Regions from separate parts of the Sus scrofa genome. Here region 2 is linked to region 1. Evidence: chromatin contacts called from public HiChIP or PLAC-seq data. All regions are on one chromosome and are shown on one strand. The core of a region is the stretch at or near the end of the contact, and the rest is flanking DNA. Distances in the headings are between cores, read along the strand shown. Region 1 overlaps LOC106505633 (a long non-coding RNA gene). Region 2 has its middle 480 kb from the start of ADAMTS9.

What was found. HiChIP or PLAC-seq counts read pairs in DNA pulled down with a chosen protein or histone mark.
Region 2: a contact with region 1 is called in an H3K27ac HiChIP or PLAC-seq map of skeletal muscle. The contact joins two enhancer-like sites. A contact is called at or near these places in 5 of 47 Hi-C or Micro-C datasets (embryonic fibroblasts, fetal skeletal muscle, psoas muscle and 2 more) and 1 of 2 datasets of contacts at active chromatin or transcription factors (skeletal muscle).

Annotation. Positions count from the first base shown.
Region 1 is chr13:46,472,126-46,476,725 of Sscrofa11.1, forward strand. All of the region lies in intron 5 of LOC106505633 (a long non-coding RNA gene), which reads left to right. Among named protein-coding and RNA genes, the nearest start is that of ADAMTS9, 270 kb to the left of the region's middle. Within about 2 kb of position 2,181, at least 9 of the 83 cell types and tissues checked have an H3K27ac peak or open chromatin away from gene starts, as enhancers often do. A contact at or near this core is called in skeletal muscle and subcutaneous adipose tissue, where this site is marked.
Region 2 is chr13:46,683,628-46,687,969 of Sscrofa11.1, forward strand. No RefSeq gene overlaps it. Among named protein-coding and RNA genes, the nearest start is that of ADAMTS9, 480 kb to the left of the region's middle. Within about 2 kb of position 1,999, at least 20 of the 83 cell types and tissues checked have an H3K27ac peak or open chromatin away from gene starts, as enhancers often do. A contact at or near this core is called in skeletal muscle and subcutaneous adipose tissue, where this site is marked.

The sequences.
Region 1 (4,600 bases), core at 931-3,430:
TGAAGTAGGGAAGACAAAAGACAGAAATCCTACAAGCAGTTTAGTTTCCAGTCCAAGACAGCTGTTGGGTGACTTCACCCATTGTGAGAACAGCCATGCGTGGAGGGAATTAACAGATGAAAAGCCAGCAAACTCAATATGGGGCATGTAAACATGCTTTCTCAGTCTCTTTCTTTCTTTCTTTCTTTTTTATTAAAGTATAGTTGATTTACAATGTTCCTTCAATTTCCGATGTACAGCAAAGAGATCTAGCTATCCATACACACCCATTTTTTTCTTTTTCTTTTTTTAACTTTCCATCAGGTTCTTACCCAAGAGATTAGATATGGTTCCCTGTGCTGTGCAGCAGGACACCATCACCCATCCATTATAAATTAAACAGTCTGCATCTACCAACCCCAAACTCTCCCTCAGCCCCCTTCTCTACCCTCCCCCCCGGCAAACACAAGCCTGCCCTCCATGTCCATGATCTGTTTCTATTTTATAGATAGATCATTTGTGTCATATTTTGTACTCCTCATATAAGTGATATAATATGGTGTTTGTCTTCTCTTTCTGACTTACTTCACTCAGTATGAGAGTCTCTAGTTCTATCCATGTTGCTGCAAACAGGATTATTTTGTCCTTTTAATGGCTGAATAGTATTCTATTGTATATATGTACCACATTTTCTTAATCCATTCACCTGTCGATTAAAGGCCTAAATGTAAGGCCAGATATTATAAAAATGTCAGTATCTTTTGATTCTCCTTAGTGACAGACACACCTACAAGTGAACTTACATATGTGTATGTTTATATGAAACATAGAGGACACAAGAAAGGGTAGGAGACATGAAAAACAGTGGAGGAAGATAAAAATTTCAAGATTCAAATCATGTTGCTGCTACCCCACTTCAGAGAGTCTCTGAGGAAAGAGCTAGAAGGGCTGTTCACCACTCAGCTTCCTTCCAAGAAATGAAATTATGAGCAAAGGAAGGGCCAAGAAAATGCCAATTTGTGTCACACTAACATCTTTGTTAAGGCTGAACATGGACTTCAGAAATGTAAACTTGGAACTCCAGTGAGCACAGCCAGCCTTGAGGGATTGATATTGGGTTCTTCTGAAGGACTGAGGGAGATCCAAGAGGAGATCCAATGAGATACTCACTAATGAGAAAATGTACTGACACTAGGGTTTCATTTGCAAGAGTAGCGAACTCAGAAAAATGGAATCCCTAAAACTGCATTTGGAACTGTCTGTCATTAGAGACAGACAGAGACAGTGATTGCTAGAGAAAAATGAGACAACAGACAAACCAAAGAGAGAGGCTCTAATTGAGAGGACCTGGGGGAACCAATGAAAAAAGAAAAGCCCAAACTTTCCTGCCTCAGGTGCAAACTGCTACATTTGGAATGGCTGGACAAGGGGGCCCTACTGTACAGCAGAGGAAACTGTGTGTGATTGGGTCACTTTGCTGTATAATAGAAATTGAAGTAACATTGTAAATCAACTACAATTTTAAAAAGTGTAAACTTACTGAAAAAAAAACCTTCAAAGGCTACCTTCCTCCTGGTTGGTGGACTGCAGTTGCTTGGAATAACCACCAACGCCTTATACATATTTCAAACTCTCCTTCCTGGGTTTATAATTTTCACAGAGGCAGCTGCAAATGTAAGTCATGAATGTAAGATGATGCTTCTTTGCGGGGTTGTAAAGACAATCTAAGAACAAGTTATTTCAGAGTCACAGAATTCACAGCTGGAGACCTTTTCCATTGCCTAATGCACTTACCCGTGAAGCTTTCATTGTTTCACTCTTACCCAGTTGTATCATTATTTAACTTACCTCATCAGGGAAATCATTGTTTAAAAAATGAATATAAATGGCAAAAGAGTTTTCTACTTATCTGTTCCAGGATAATAGCCTCCCTCCCCCACTTCCCGCCACAGAAGGGTTAGGCCCCTGTGGGTGATGAATGGTTCCAAAGAGTCTGACAGTCCCAGCGAGAGACATGAGAGTAAAAATAACTAGCTGATTACCAATAGGGAGCAAATTGGCCACTTGAGAATTCAGTGGCTGGAGGGACGATGAATGAGAAAACAAAAATCCTCATCAAGAGACTAGGCTTTCTGATTAGTCCAAGCGCTGGTCACCGTGTTCCATGCCTCTCCCTCCCTGCTGTGTGATGATTTACATCCGTTTGGACATCATTTTGTATTTGGGGTAGTCATTTCCAAAAGGGTGTTTAGAAGACTTTGAAGTACTTAATTATAACCAGGAGGCAGTTAGGGGCCAAGAAGTGAAATGGGAGCTGCTGTCTTGGGCTGTGGAACGTTCATGTATAGAAGAAGCCCATGTCTGGTTGGTTTGATCTGGTTTTTCATTCCATCACCCCATAAGGCAGCCTTCCAAGGTTTTCTGGACTCTGGAAGCAAATTAAAATGAGAGTATTCTTGGCCAAGGGAATCCACATTCAAGGCAGCTTCAAGGATTTCAATATGTGAATGGACTGGGCTTTCTGTTAATAGTCAACTACTAAAAATAGAAGTAATTTGAGAATCTTTTGAAGGGAGACCATTTTTACTAGTCTTCATTTGAACAAATCCATTAAATGAGGGAGGATATATAATGAACCATTGACAGGCTAGCCATCCTCAAAAAGCTTCAATGCTAAGTCATATATATGTGAAGAGATGCAGGATGATTAACCACTAGCCCCCAATTGGGCATAGCAATATGAGCTGTAGGAATTAAGAGAAAGAGGAGGATTTTAAGTTAGCTAAGCAGAAAAGGATGCAGGGAAGAAGGATGATATTACCCAGGACTTGAAAAATGAAAAGAACAATGGTAAATTTCTGGGAAAATATGGCTTGAATCTGTTTTTTTTTTTTTTTTTTTTTTTTTTTTTTTTTTTAATGATTTGTCTTGAGTAAGGGGTTCTGGGAAGATGAGCCTGGATATCATTTCCCATGTATGCATGGTCCTTCAACATCAGGCAGGGAATGGCTTTGGTCTTAGGAACAATGGAAGAACATTAATGATTCTGAGTAGAGTCAGAACTGTGTTAGAGATCTGTTATCTTCATAGGACAAAAACAATGTTCTCTGAAACTTTACCAACTGGAAAGATCAAAAGTTAAGCCCATCAATTGATTCTTCTTTGGTGTAGACACCTGCACTATGGGAAAGAAGAATGCATAACACAGTGCCTGACACATGGAAGGGTTACCCAATACTACTGAATAGATGAATGAAACTGAAGGTACTAGTATTTCTAGAAAGAGCTGAGGAAGACCTGAGGTTACCTCAGCCCTCTCAAGAGGCAGGGATGAATGATTTGAAGAGGATCAGGTTAGAGGTTAAGTGAACTTGGGTATTTGACTTGACCTTCCTGGGTCTTTATCTCCTCACTTAAAAAGACAAAGATAAGTTTGTGAATAGGATCTAACTACACAAAGTTTCTTGTATGTATGTTTGGGGACACAGATGCCTGAATAGCTTGAATCGAGTGCTTGGAGGAGCCCAATATTCCACTTAAAGTTAAAAACCTGGGGATTAAATTTCCTTCATACTTTAAGAGGCTGAGATTCTCAGAATCCAAGGATGTTTCTCTTCCCTGGAAGGACAATTGGAATGCCTGACCCCACAACTCTGCTAATTTTGTCATCTTGGAGGTCCATGGCTGATTGGTTTCACTGAAATGAGGAGGAAAGAATTTTGCTTCTAAGCATCAACTCAGATTCCCCAGCAATTTAAGGAGTATTATTGATCTGATCAGCCATGCTGGGGTGTAATTGACCATCAAAAGAGACAAATCACTGAAAGTCACTTGCTCCATCAGAATGTGACATTGGCAAAGTGTAATCTCTGACACAGCCCTTTTTTGTAGAATTGTTTTTTTTCCATTTCTGCTTCCTTTCTTTACAATGGCTTCTGTCATAAGGTTATTGGAAAGAATAACTAGTTAATGATGGGGAAAAATTACTTGGGAAAATGATGTACTTTTGCTCTGAAGACTATTGTTCAAAAACAATATGCAATAATATTTTTGTTGAACGAACACATTCAGTAGGTGCTCTGATTTGGGGACTTGTCAATAATGACATGATGCTGACTGGCTGAAATATGAGCAGTTAAAGAAAATGTTATCTTTCACCAGAAGCTATTTTCAGTATAAAACTCCAGCACGGAAATGTAGTTCTTGCAATTTACAATGAGACAGGGCTTTTAATAATGATTTTTGGCTTAATGTATTAATGAATGGAGATCTGAAGGATAAAGGACTTACAATGTAATAAGGAAAGCTCAAGAAGAGATTAGACTCTAATCAAAATAAATTGTGTTTTAAAATTGATTTCAATAAATTCAACTGTTTCCCTTTATTTATACTAAAAAGAAAGGTACTGTGGTAAGCTGATTCATATCACTGAAATAAAAAGAATGCATATTATGTTTTAATATAATATTAATAAATTGCAAGTACCAGTTTACAAGAAGAAACCATATATAGGCAAGAATAGATATTCTTGGTGAGAAAAAAATGTTACACTATAAATGTCAATAAATTTATTTTTTCTTTCTGAATAGTACCTGTCATTTAATTGAAGAGCTGATGAGCA
Region 2 (4,342 bases), core at 749-3,248, 210 kb after region 1:
ATGCCAGATACAATGAGTCCATCAGTGATTAGCCCTAGTACCTTAGGCAAGTCATTCAACTTCTGTTTGCTATGTTCTCCTAAAAGGTAAACTTATGTTCCCTGTGGTGTCTTCGCTCCGGGTCATGATTTTCTATAGCGGGACAGTTTTCTGGTGCTATTCTCTTAGACGTGTATCCCTGGTAATGTTCTTACTATCAAATACTACTCAAATGATGATATAGCAAGAGAGCCTCAGCATGGAAATACGAATCTGAATTCCCAACCCAGCCCTAACCTCAGTTAGTCTCGTGTTGCCTTGAGAAGGCACTAAACTTGGGCGTCCAAGTTGTCACCTACAAAACGAGGGAACTGAAGTAATTGTCTCCATATTTCCTTCCAGCTCTATGCTAACAATACCCCTTCAGCGTAACAACTATTTTAAGACTGGACTTGAGGTAACTTAAATGTTACCGTCACGGAAAATTTCAGATGCCTTTGTTCAATAAAGGAAGTACCAGGACACTGTCAAATATGGAATTCTCTTGTATACAAGTGGCAGGAGGAAAAAAAATGTAAGAAAGCAACCTCTTAGCAAGGATTCTGAGAGACTCTCTGAAGTAATATCCCTGAGAGGATATAGCTGCTCACTAAGAGGCCTGGAGCCTGACAGAGCAGGAGAGACAACACATAGAACACTTTCCCTTGTAATCTGTGGCTCGTCTTTCATGGTCTGTGTTTTCTGCCCCTCTCTTGATTCCATTTATTGGTTAACTACAAATAGTTTCCTTGGCCTGGTGGTAAGCCCTATTTGTGATTTATAAGATGGATTCCAAAGCAATCTTTGTTTTGTTGCAGGCAGAGAAATTGGCTCGCTGGACCTCTGGCCTTTGGAGTTCTGAAGGAGGCTTAACCTGAGCAGAATATTATGTCTGAGGAGCCAAGCAGTCCCTGGGCGGCTACAATCGTATATCCATAGCCTGCCAGAAAATATGCTTTTGTTCAGGAATCATTTTCAAGTCACTGCCCATGCCTCTCCACAGAAACAAATGCCATTCAGTCATTATTTTCTCTCTGACCTGTACTTGAATACACATACATTTCTCCATGGTATCAAATGCTCTTCTGCCAAGACTCTGGCCTCAAACCATTCTCTTAGAAGATGTGAACAGAGGACACCTAGCTTCACAGCACAACTCATTTTGCTTATGTGTCCTGTTTGGTGAACCTAATCACATCTTCCATATTAAAAGCAGCAAAAAAAAAAAAAAAAAAAAAAAAAACAATGAGAGATGTAAAATTCAAAGATGAGGATGGCCAAGTGTGGTATTTGATGCTCTTAAGAAATGAGGAGGGTTGGAGGTCCCGCTGTGGCACAGTGGGTGAATAATCTGACTACAATGGCTAAGGTCGCTGCCAAGGCATGGGTTCAATCCCCAGCTGGCCGAGTACAGTAGGTTAAAAGATCCAGCATTGCCACATCAGCAGGTCAGATTCAATCCCCGGCCCCAGGAACATCCATATTTCATGGGTGCAGATAAGAAAGAAAGAAAGAAAGAAAGAAAGAAAGAAAGAAAGAAAGAAAGAAAGAAAGAAAGAAAGAAAAAAATGAGGAGGGTAGAAAAAACATTTGTAGAGCATTTACTACAGGTTAAGTTTTAAGTGTATTTGTCAAATTAAATTGAAATGACAGAGGTGGGGGTGGGACCTGAACCCAGGTTTTGTTGGCTCCAAAGCCTGAGTTTTTTCCTTACTCCTAAAATACCTGATTTTGATTTAGTACAGTTGGGAGAGCATGGCCCTCGTTTCCTAAGTCAGACTCAACCTTGATATATTTAACCTAAGGTTTCCCATCTGACAATCAGGGCTTCTTTCTACAATATTTTCCTAATGCCCCAGAAAGTACAGTTTTTCTCTAGAAAAAGCTCTTAGAATTTTACTATCTTGCTTACTTGAAAAGTCAGATTACACTCCACATTCAAAACAAAATAGCTCCCCCTACAGCTTTTACTCCGTCCACATCCTCTGCTTTGGCAAAGGACCCTGAGAACCTCAGGTCTGATGCAGGATGGCTGAGCTGGGTGTTTGCCCTTTATTGATGGTCATAATTTCTAGTCCATTGGTTTAGAGAGGATTAGCAGGTACAGGCTAGGGACTGGGAGATGTCCCTTTAGCATTTTCCATACTTTCAGCAAAATAAATCTATATACCTTGTTCTGATTTTGCCTGGCTTTCTGGAGCTTCAGTTCCCTTCTGACTTGCAACGCAGCATAACTGACAAAGGCAGGCTCTGTCAGCCTTCCAAGTGCTAAGATTCCTCTGTGACATCAGGAGTCCCAGCTTGGCTTGGCGCCCACTCCTTCCCCGGAACTGTTTGGAACCCCACAGGGCTGTGCGTCAGCATCACTTCGGAAAGCGGCACCAGCATGCTCTCCTGCGGGTGACTGCCAGGGAGGCCGGCCAGTGATGCAAGGACTGATGGGAACTCTCTGTAGTGTCATCAGTGCCCAGGGGCATGGGAACGTTCTACATTTGAAGTGGCCTAATGTCATTTGCTCTCATCATTATCCCTTCCAACAGCTAGCTGTCTCCACCCCTCTTCCATGTCATTCCCTCTCCTAGAGCATTTTTCCAGGAAATTCGGGGACAGGGGGAAGAGAGGACCGTTGCATATCCGTGCAAACCCGACCTACGTGAATAAATGATGTGAGATGGCTAATGATCAGGCTTCCAACCACCACTACCTAAATTAAAGATGTTAAAGATGATTAAATGAGAAAAGGCAGCTGAAATGTGCCCTGTAGAACTGAAAGCGCAAAGAAATCATAATAGCTACCAGGTCATGAGTTCTTCACATGTGTAACAACCTTACATGTAATATTTCACTTAATCTTCAAAACAGGCTTGGGAGGTCAGATCTATTAATAGATTCATTCTGCAAGAGGAGGAGAATGAAACTGAGAGAAGTTAAATAATTCCACCAAGATGATACAGCTATCAAATCGCAGAGTGAAGAAGTGAACCTGTATCTGTATGACTCCAAAGTCCATGGTCTGAGCGCCCTGCTGCACTGCTCCCCAAAACAGATGCCAGTTGATGAGAAGCTGTTTATAACAGAAAATATGATCAGATACTAGGAATGATATTTAGATACTCAGATACTTGAGAAAACAAATGTTAAAACATGAGCATGCTTTTCCCCTGAAGTTGTAATCTGCATCCATAAATTCTTTCACCTTGATGACAGGACATGATAATTAACATGTATAGAATGACTTGTGGCTTTTTAAGCATTTCCACATAGGCAGAATCTATGACAAACAGAGGGCAGGAGTCATTGTTATTCCCACTTTCTAGGCAAAACAACTGAGGCTAAAGGAGATTAAGTGACATAGCTAAGAGTCCATAGTTTTAAAGCAAGAGTCTTCTAGTTTTTGGTTCACGGTTTTTTCTACTTCCCTGAGATGTCGGACTTGGGAACAAATGGTAACTTCAACATTTCACCTCCCACCCACAGCAAAACTTTTCCTTCAGACCTGCCTTCCTCCTTAACAAGACAACTCTATCCAGAGATGGGATATAGTCATTTATTTGCATTTATCCTCCCTGACTATCCAGCTTCTTCAGAAAATTCCCCAAGTTTCCTTGACCAGATGAGAGTTGTGAGCAGTGGAAAGAATTACAAAGCAGGAGGAATGAATGGAAGTGTGGCAGACTAAACAATCTGGGGACGACATTGCCTAAACTGGTGGATTTATTTTCATTGAGTAGTTTAATTCGAGCCATGATTATCCCTCCCTTGTCAATGGTATCAACGGAACGACACCCTAAGAGTCCCTGCGACCCAGTCTAGCCACTTGGATCCATTTCTCAGTGAACCAGTGTAATCTTACAAAAAATGCATGTCCCACTCCAGCTTTAAGCCTCTCAGATGCTTCCTAAGGCATTAGGATTAAGATACCAAATCCTCATAATAACATACAACCCTGGTTTACCTGTCCAAATTCTTAGGTCACTGCTTCACGTGCCGCCTTTCCCCTCTGAGTTTTCACCCTTTCCTCTTGATCCAGTGTATGGGAAGTCTCTTAACAATAGCTGGGACCATAATCCTCAACCTTGGCTTGAGCATCTCAAAGGACAGCTGGACAACACAGCCATGCCTCAATAGACACATGAAATGACCATTTACTAGCTGAATCTCAATTCACTCCTTTATAACTTAGTCTCTGTAGTTACATGAGCCAAAATCCCCTTCCATTACACACCAGCTTTATGAGCTCTGTCACAGAGCCTCAGTTTCCTCGAGATATGGACAACCTCATAAAGTCGTTGTTGCAATTAAATGAAAGCATGCGTTAAGTGCT